Regions from separate parts of the Hordeum vulgare genome. Here region 1 is linked to region 2. The links are chromatin contacts, called in public Hi-C maps. All regions are on one chromosome and are shown on one strand. Each heading gives the region's core, a stretch centred on a gene start, on an enhancer-like site or on the middle of the called end of the contact. The rest is flanking DNA. Distances are from core to core; before and after follow the strand shown. Region 1 has its middle 16 kb from the start of LOC123407685. Region 2 has its middle 51 kb from the start of LOC123409107.

What was found. A called contact is a pair of places that touch in the nucleus more often than the background predicts.
Region 1: a Hi-C map of seedling shows a contact between it and region 2, with 1.7 times the contacts expected there. The contact joins two enhancer-like sites. A contact is called at or near these places in 4 of 6 Hi-C or Micro-C datasets (leaf and seedling).

Annotation. Positions count from the first base shown.
Region 1 is chr7H:471,324,905-471,327,679 of MorexV3_pseudomolecules_assembly, forward strand. No RefSeq gene overlaps it. Among protein-coding and RNA genes, the nearest start is that of LOC123407685, 16 kb to the right of the region's middle. Within about 2 kb of position 1,412, at least 3 of the 3 cell types and tissues checked have open chromatin away from gene starts, as enhancers often do. A contact at or near this core is called in seedling, where this site is marked.
Region 2 is chr7H:471,167,167-471,169,972 of MorexV3_pseudomolecules_assembly, forward strand. No RefSeq gene overlaps it. Among protein-coding and RNA genes, the nearest start is that of LOC123409107, 51 kb to the right of the region's middle. Within about 2 kb of position 1,530, at least 2 of the 3 cell types and tissues checked have open chromatin away from gene starts, as enhancers often do. A contact at or near this core is called in seedling, where this site is marked.

The DNA.
Region 1 (2,775 bases), core at 162-2,661, 160 kb after region 2:
CGAGTAACGTTGCGACGTTTGATACACACAAGGTATTCCTCCGGCGTCAGTGAGTTACATGATCTCATGATCATAGGAATGAACACTTGACACGCAGAAAACAATAGCAACAAAATGACACGATCACATACTACGTTCATAGTTTGGGTCTTGTCCATCACATCATTCTCCTAATGATGTGATCCAGTCATCAAGTGACAACACTTGCATATGGTCAGAAAACCTTAACCATCCTTGATCAATTGGCTAGTCAACTAGAGGCTTACTAGGGACATTGTTTTGTCTATATATCCACACATGCATTTATGCTTTCATTCAATACAATTATAGCATGGATAATAAACGATTATCTTGAAACAGGAAATATAATAATAACTATTTTATCATTGCCTCTAGGGCATATTTCCAACAGCCGGGGGTAACCCTAGCGGGAGCGGGAGCCTAGCAGGAGACCTCGCTCACCAATGCAACCAATGACTTTATACCAAGTGAGGAGCATACCAATGAAAGAAAACATTTTTGGAGTTTGATCCCATCTGATCTAACCTTTTTGGAGTTCGATCCCATCCATGATATCATACCTCCGGATAGCATTGAAACGTTGTTTGGGACGTGGCTAAATGGAATGGACATGCTTATTGCTAGACATATTCGTTTAGGAGTGTGTGCATTGCTTTGGGCTATATGAAACTGCGGGAATGACTTGATTTTTAACAAACAAACACATATAAATATTTTGCACGTACTGTACAAGGCATCGTTGTTGATCCGTACATAATCGTTACTCACTCCTGTGGAAACCAAAAAGCCTATGATTAGTGGGTCTATCCGATGAAAGATGGTAGATCGGGATATCTACACCCGATTTGAATGACGGTCCACTAATAGGATAGATGGTTAGGAATCTAGGCTTATGTAGCTGGTTGTGGAATCTTTTGGTTTATTTTGAATTACTTTCCTGCATTTTCAAAGCTTGTTTGAAACCACATACTATTTAATTGCTTTTTTAATAAAGTGGCTTCATGCATTGTATTGATGAAGAGGCTAGAGGGAATCTTTATTTTCTAAAAAAAGTTGCATGCTTATCATTAATGAGTATAGTAGTTGTACAGGGACAAGAATATTTCACAAAATATTCATTTCTACGAAGGATCCGTACAGTAGTCAGTCGGATATCCATATCGGATCCACTTTTATAGTTCCATCTCTGTCATAATGCCTCATGATCGGCTGTATTTCTGTCTCCAAAGGATTTATATGGTATTCAGGATAACAGTGCTAGCTGTTGCTGCACATTCACACAGTCGCGTATAGACATACACAAAATATTTTCTGGTCCCTATCCCATGCTCTGGCTAGGCTGTTCTCTCATGGACCACAACACTACTTCCTCCTTGGTTAGCATCGGCAAAGATTCCATCCTATCTCCTGCAGTCTTCACACATGTTGCTGTCTGCTGCCATTGGATCGTCGTCATACCGATCTGGTTCAGTTTCTTCAGATAATTTGCCTCTGTGAACATGTGCCATATAATTTCTGACGCCATTTCAGACGGTTGACAGTGTGTTTTGCAAAAGAGTACATACCACGTAGGAACATCCGCAAACTGTCGTATAACTGAACTTGAAGGGTGTGGTGCTACGATCACAATTGTAGTCAGCCGCCGATTCAGTGCCTCACCCTGAATTTTGAACGAATCCAGTTAAAATGTTTTTGCAAATATATCCAATATTCGTCCAAGGTACAAATTAACTAGTACAACGCTTTCTAGTCACTCAGTGGTCCCTTTTTGAGGGAGTAGTCCATTTCAACTTGATTTGCCGGAGAACTATTTTCATTGGTTGTCCTAGCTGTCCTTAGAACAGGAGGTACATGCCATGCACCGGAGTGTTGGTTGATAAACTACAGGATCCTATTTTCTCGCTCAATCGTAGCTCATCGACTGCCCCAGATCCAGAAAAGAACTAAAAAAAGTGAGCAATCCCTCAAAAAAGAACTGCAACTCAAGTTTGGCCTGCTGCAGCTATTCTCATTTGCTATAGGTGTGAGCAATAATCCAAAAGAGAAGCTAAGCCAAGCTAGCGACGGTAGCATTCCAAGATGCATGTGCGACTATAGTGAATTTTTCACCTGTTCTCATGTCGACCGAATGGTTCGAACTACAAACATTGGTTCTTTCTTGGTAGCCTCCAAGATGCATGTTCAACTATAGCGATTCACCTGTTGCCATGTCGACGGAATGGTTTCAAATAACAATTTTACATTCTCCAATGTTAAGAAGATAAGCTACTCCCTCCGTTCCTAAATATAAGTCTTTCTAGATATTCTACTAGGAAACTACATACGGATGTATATAGACATTCTTTAGAGTATAGATTCACTCATTTTGCTTTATATGTAGTTCTCTATTGAAATCTCTTAAAAGACTTATACTTCCTCCGTCCGAAAATACTTGTCTTAGAAATGAATGAATCTAGACTTGTTTTAATTATAGATACATCCAATACATTCATTTTTAGGACAAGAATTTTCGGACGGGGGAGTATTAAGGAACGGAGGGAGTACATAACATCGGTTCGTGCCATAGACTCTTGTCCCATACGTCTTCCGGCCGGCGAGAACTCAAAAATCAAAAACGTCTGATCTCAGAGCTTGTTGCGCGACCTCGACTGAAATCGAATGCATCTCCTATCAATCAATCAATGCAGCTTCGAGGGCGTCCACCCCTGGCTGGATCCATCTGCGCGATAACATTCTCTAAACTGCGAGGGTGAC
Region 2 (2,806 bases), core at 280-2,779:
GCCGTCGTCATATCCCCGTCGGCGTAGAATACATCGGCGTAGATACGGCTAGAGCCGCTGAGGATCGATGACGTGGCCGGTATGTCGACGGCCGCCGTCGGCATAGCTGCTGGTCGGTGCGCACCGGATCGGTGACGTGGCATTGCATATTTATGCCGACGGCCAAACGTCTAGCCGTCGGCATAGACCGGACGGAGTTAGCCCCCGTCACGGGGGCAGTCGTTTGGCCCCATATCTACGTCGACGCCCTTTGTATACTGACGATGGACGTAGGCGTATAGGCCGACGGTCTTTTCTGTGCCGACGGAGGCCATCGGCGTAGATGTAGATATGCCTACAGCTTTTCTGTGTCGAGGCCTTTTAGCAAGCCGTCGGCATAGCTCCAACTATGACGAAGGCCCCGATAAAAAACCATCGACATAGGAAAAACCGTAGGCGTAGTAGGTTTTTCTGGTATGTAGTGTGCGACGAACGGCGTGCGAGCGGACGAGGCGAGGAAGAGGAGACGAACGACGAGGAGACAAACGGACGAGGCGACGAAGTGGCGATCTGCAGGCTGCCGCGATCTAAAAAAAGCGGCAGTAGCGTAATCAGGGGAAGCTCATTAGATTTAGAGTGCGCAGGTCGGGTTATCGAGCCTGGCTGTTTTTTTTCAAACTTCGCGGCTTACTCAAAAAAAGGTCACCAGCGATCTTGGATCCTGCCCATGCGGGAGATCGAGCCTGGCTGGCTCGCTGGCTCCCAGCAGCCCACTGGTTCAATAGTGAATAGTCCATAGGTTTTTTTTAATACATATAGCCTACCTAAAAAAAATTTAGGAATCGTTTTCACCCGGCGCGCCGGCCAAATCGTTCGGCGGGTCGCGTGCGGGCCGCGCGCTCGTTGACAAATGCTCGTAACTTTTTTTCGTTAAATTTACTGCAATCGTATGTTTCGTTGATACAAACGTTTTTCCATGCAGCTTTTTTCTCACGTAAATTTGTTGCAACCAACTTCATATTTGTTGTATATACGTTTGGTTACAACTTCAGTTCTTCAATTTTTTTGTTACAATTGATGTTTTTTACTTTTGCTACAACCGTGTTAATTTTTGCTACAACCGACATCATATTTTGCTGCAACCGTTCACTAAAAAAGTTGCATACACGTCACGTAAATATTTGCTACAACCGGCGTTTAACTTTTGCTACCACGCACCATCAGCTTTATTTTTTTGCTACGATCACGTAGATATTTTTTTATTACAAATTTTATTTTTTATTGCAACCGTTGAAAAAATTGTTGCATTACATCGAAATTTTACTGCATTGGAGGAAAAATGTTGCATGCGCATCCAACGATACGGACGACGCGGGGTTGCTGGATCCTGCGCCTCGTGCGCGGTCGGCCGAAAATTAGGGCCGACGCGCAGACGGAGATCACTTCCCAAAAATTTTAGACACCCTAAATTCTTGAGCCCTGTGCGGGCCTTACAGTTTGCACCACTATGGATCCGGGCCTGAGACGTACCATCACACAGATCAGCTGTTCGCGAGCTACGCTGCATATTCCGTTGGCGGCTTCTACGATCTGCCCAAAGCTTTGTTCAGTGCGGCATATCCTCCGCCGGATCCATCGTCGTGTGCTGTCACGTTGCTCAAAAATTATTAACCAACTTGCGTAATTTGCATTATCCGAAAGAGCTGCCCTGCATAAAAAAAACTCGTGGAGAAGGTTCAGCTCTGCTGCGCAGATTTTGAGTATGATACCGTTGTCAGTAGCAGATAAATGGTCGGGCTCTCTCGTTCTTCGGTGGTTTTTCTTACACAGTACTACATCCGTTTCAAAATATAAGACCTTTTACGGATTTTATTAGAAGACTACATATGAAGCAAAATGAATGAATCTATACTCTAAAGTACGGCTATGTACATCTGTATGTAGTTTATAGTACAATCTCTAAAATGTCTTATATTTAGGAACGGAGGGAGTACAATCGAAGTCGCTCACGTATATAAGCGTACATTCACCTTTATAAACACACGCACATACATTCTATCTCTATAAACTTTTTCGAAAGACTAAGCCGGCACATCATCTTATGATTGACGAAGTCGCCACTAACGCCTTCGTTGTCGACAGAAACGTCTCCTTCCACTGAACTCCCACTAAAAGTAGGAAAATGCAAACACCAACGTCAAGACTAGGACTTGAACTCTGGTGGACCGGGGATACCACAGTCCAACTAACCATCCAACCATGGGTTGGTTTGTTGGTTTTTCGGTCGTTGGAATAATTAGAGTTGACGAGTCTAAATTATGTGACTATTATGCTACTATTTTTGCGCCTCCTCAATAGGCTTTATGAAACTTTAGTGCGTTCGTGCACTTTTTTTTGTCATTTTTCAGATAACGCTTTTCTGAACCGGATATTATTTTATGGAAGAAATCTCAGGAAATGATAGTAGAATCACATACTTAAAGTGGTGATCACCTATCACAAGAAAAAATCAAGCAGAAAGGGCAAACAAGCAATCGTCGCCGAGCCTCCAATGCAAAAGACGGTGTTCCATACGACCACACTTGCTCGTATGGGTAGTCATATGGAGTGCTGTCGCCGTCGTCAAGTCAACTATATTCACCCCGTGAAGACGGATCATGGACTAGACGTCCAGAGACACCAGAAACTCGACCATAAGTAGGAGCCCTAGCCTCCAGAGCGATCCGGGGAGAGGAATCAGCAAGGAGGAGGTCGTCGTCTCCATCACTGTCACCGAAAAGGCCTCAATATCGTCACCACTGTCATCATCATCATCATCCACATCTTA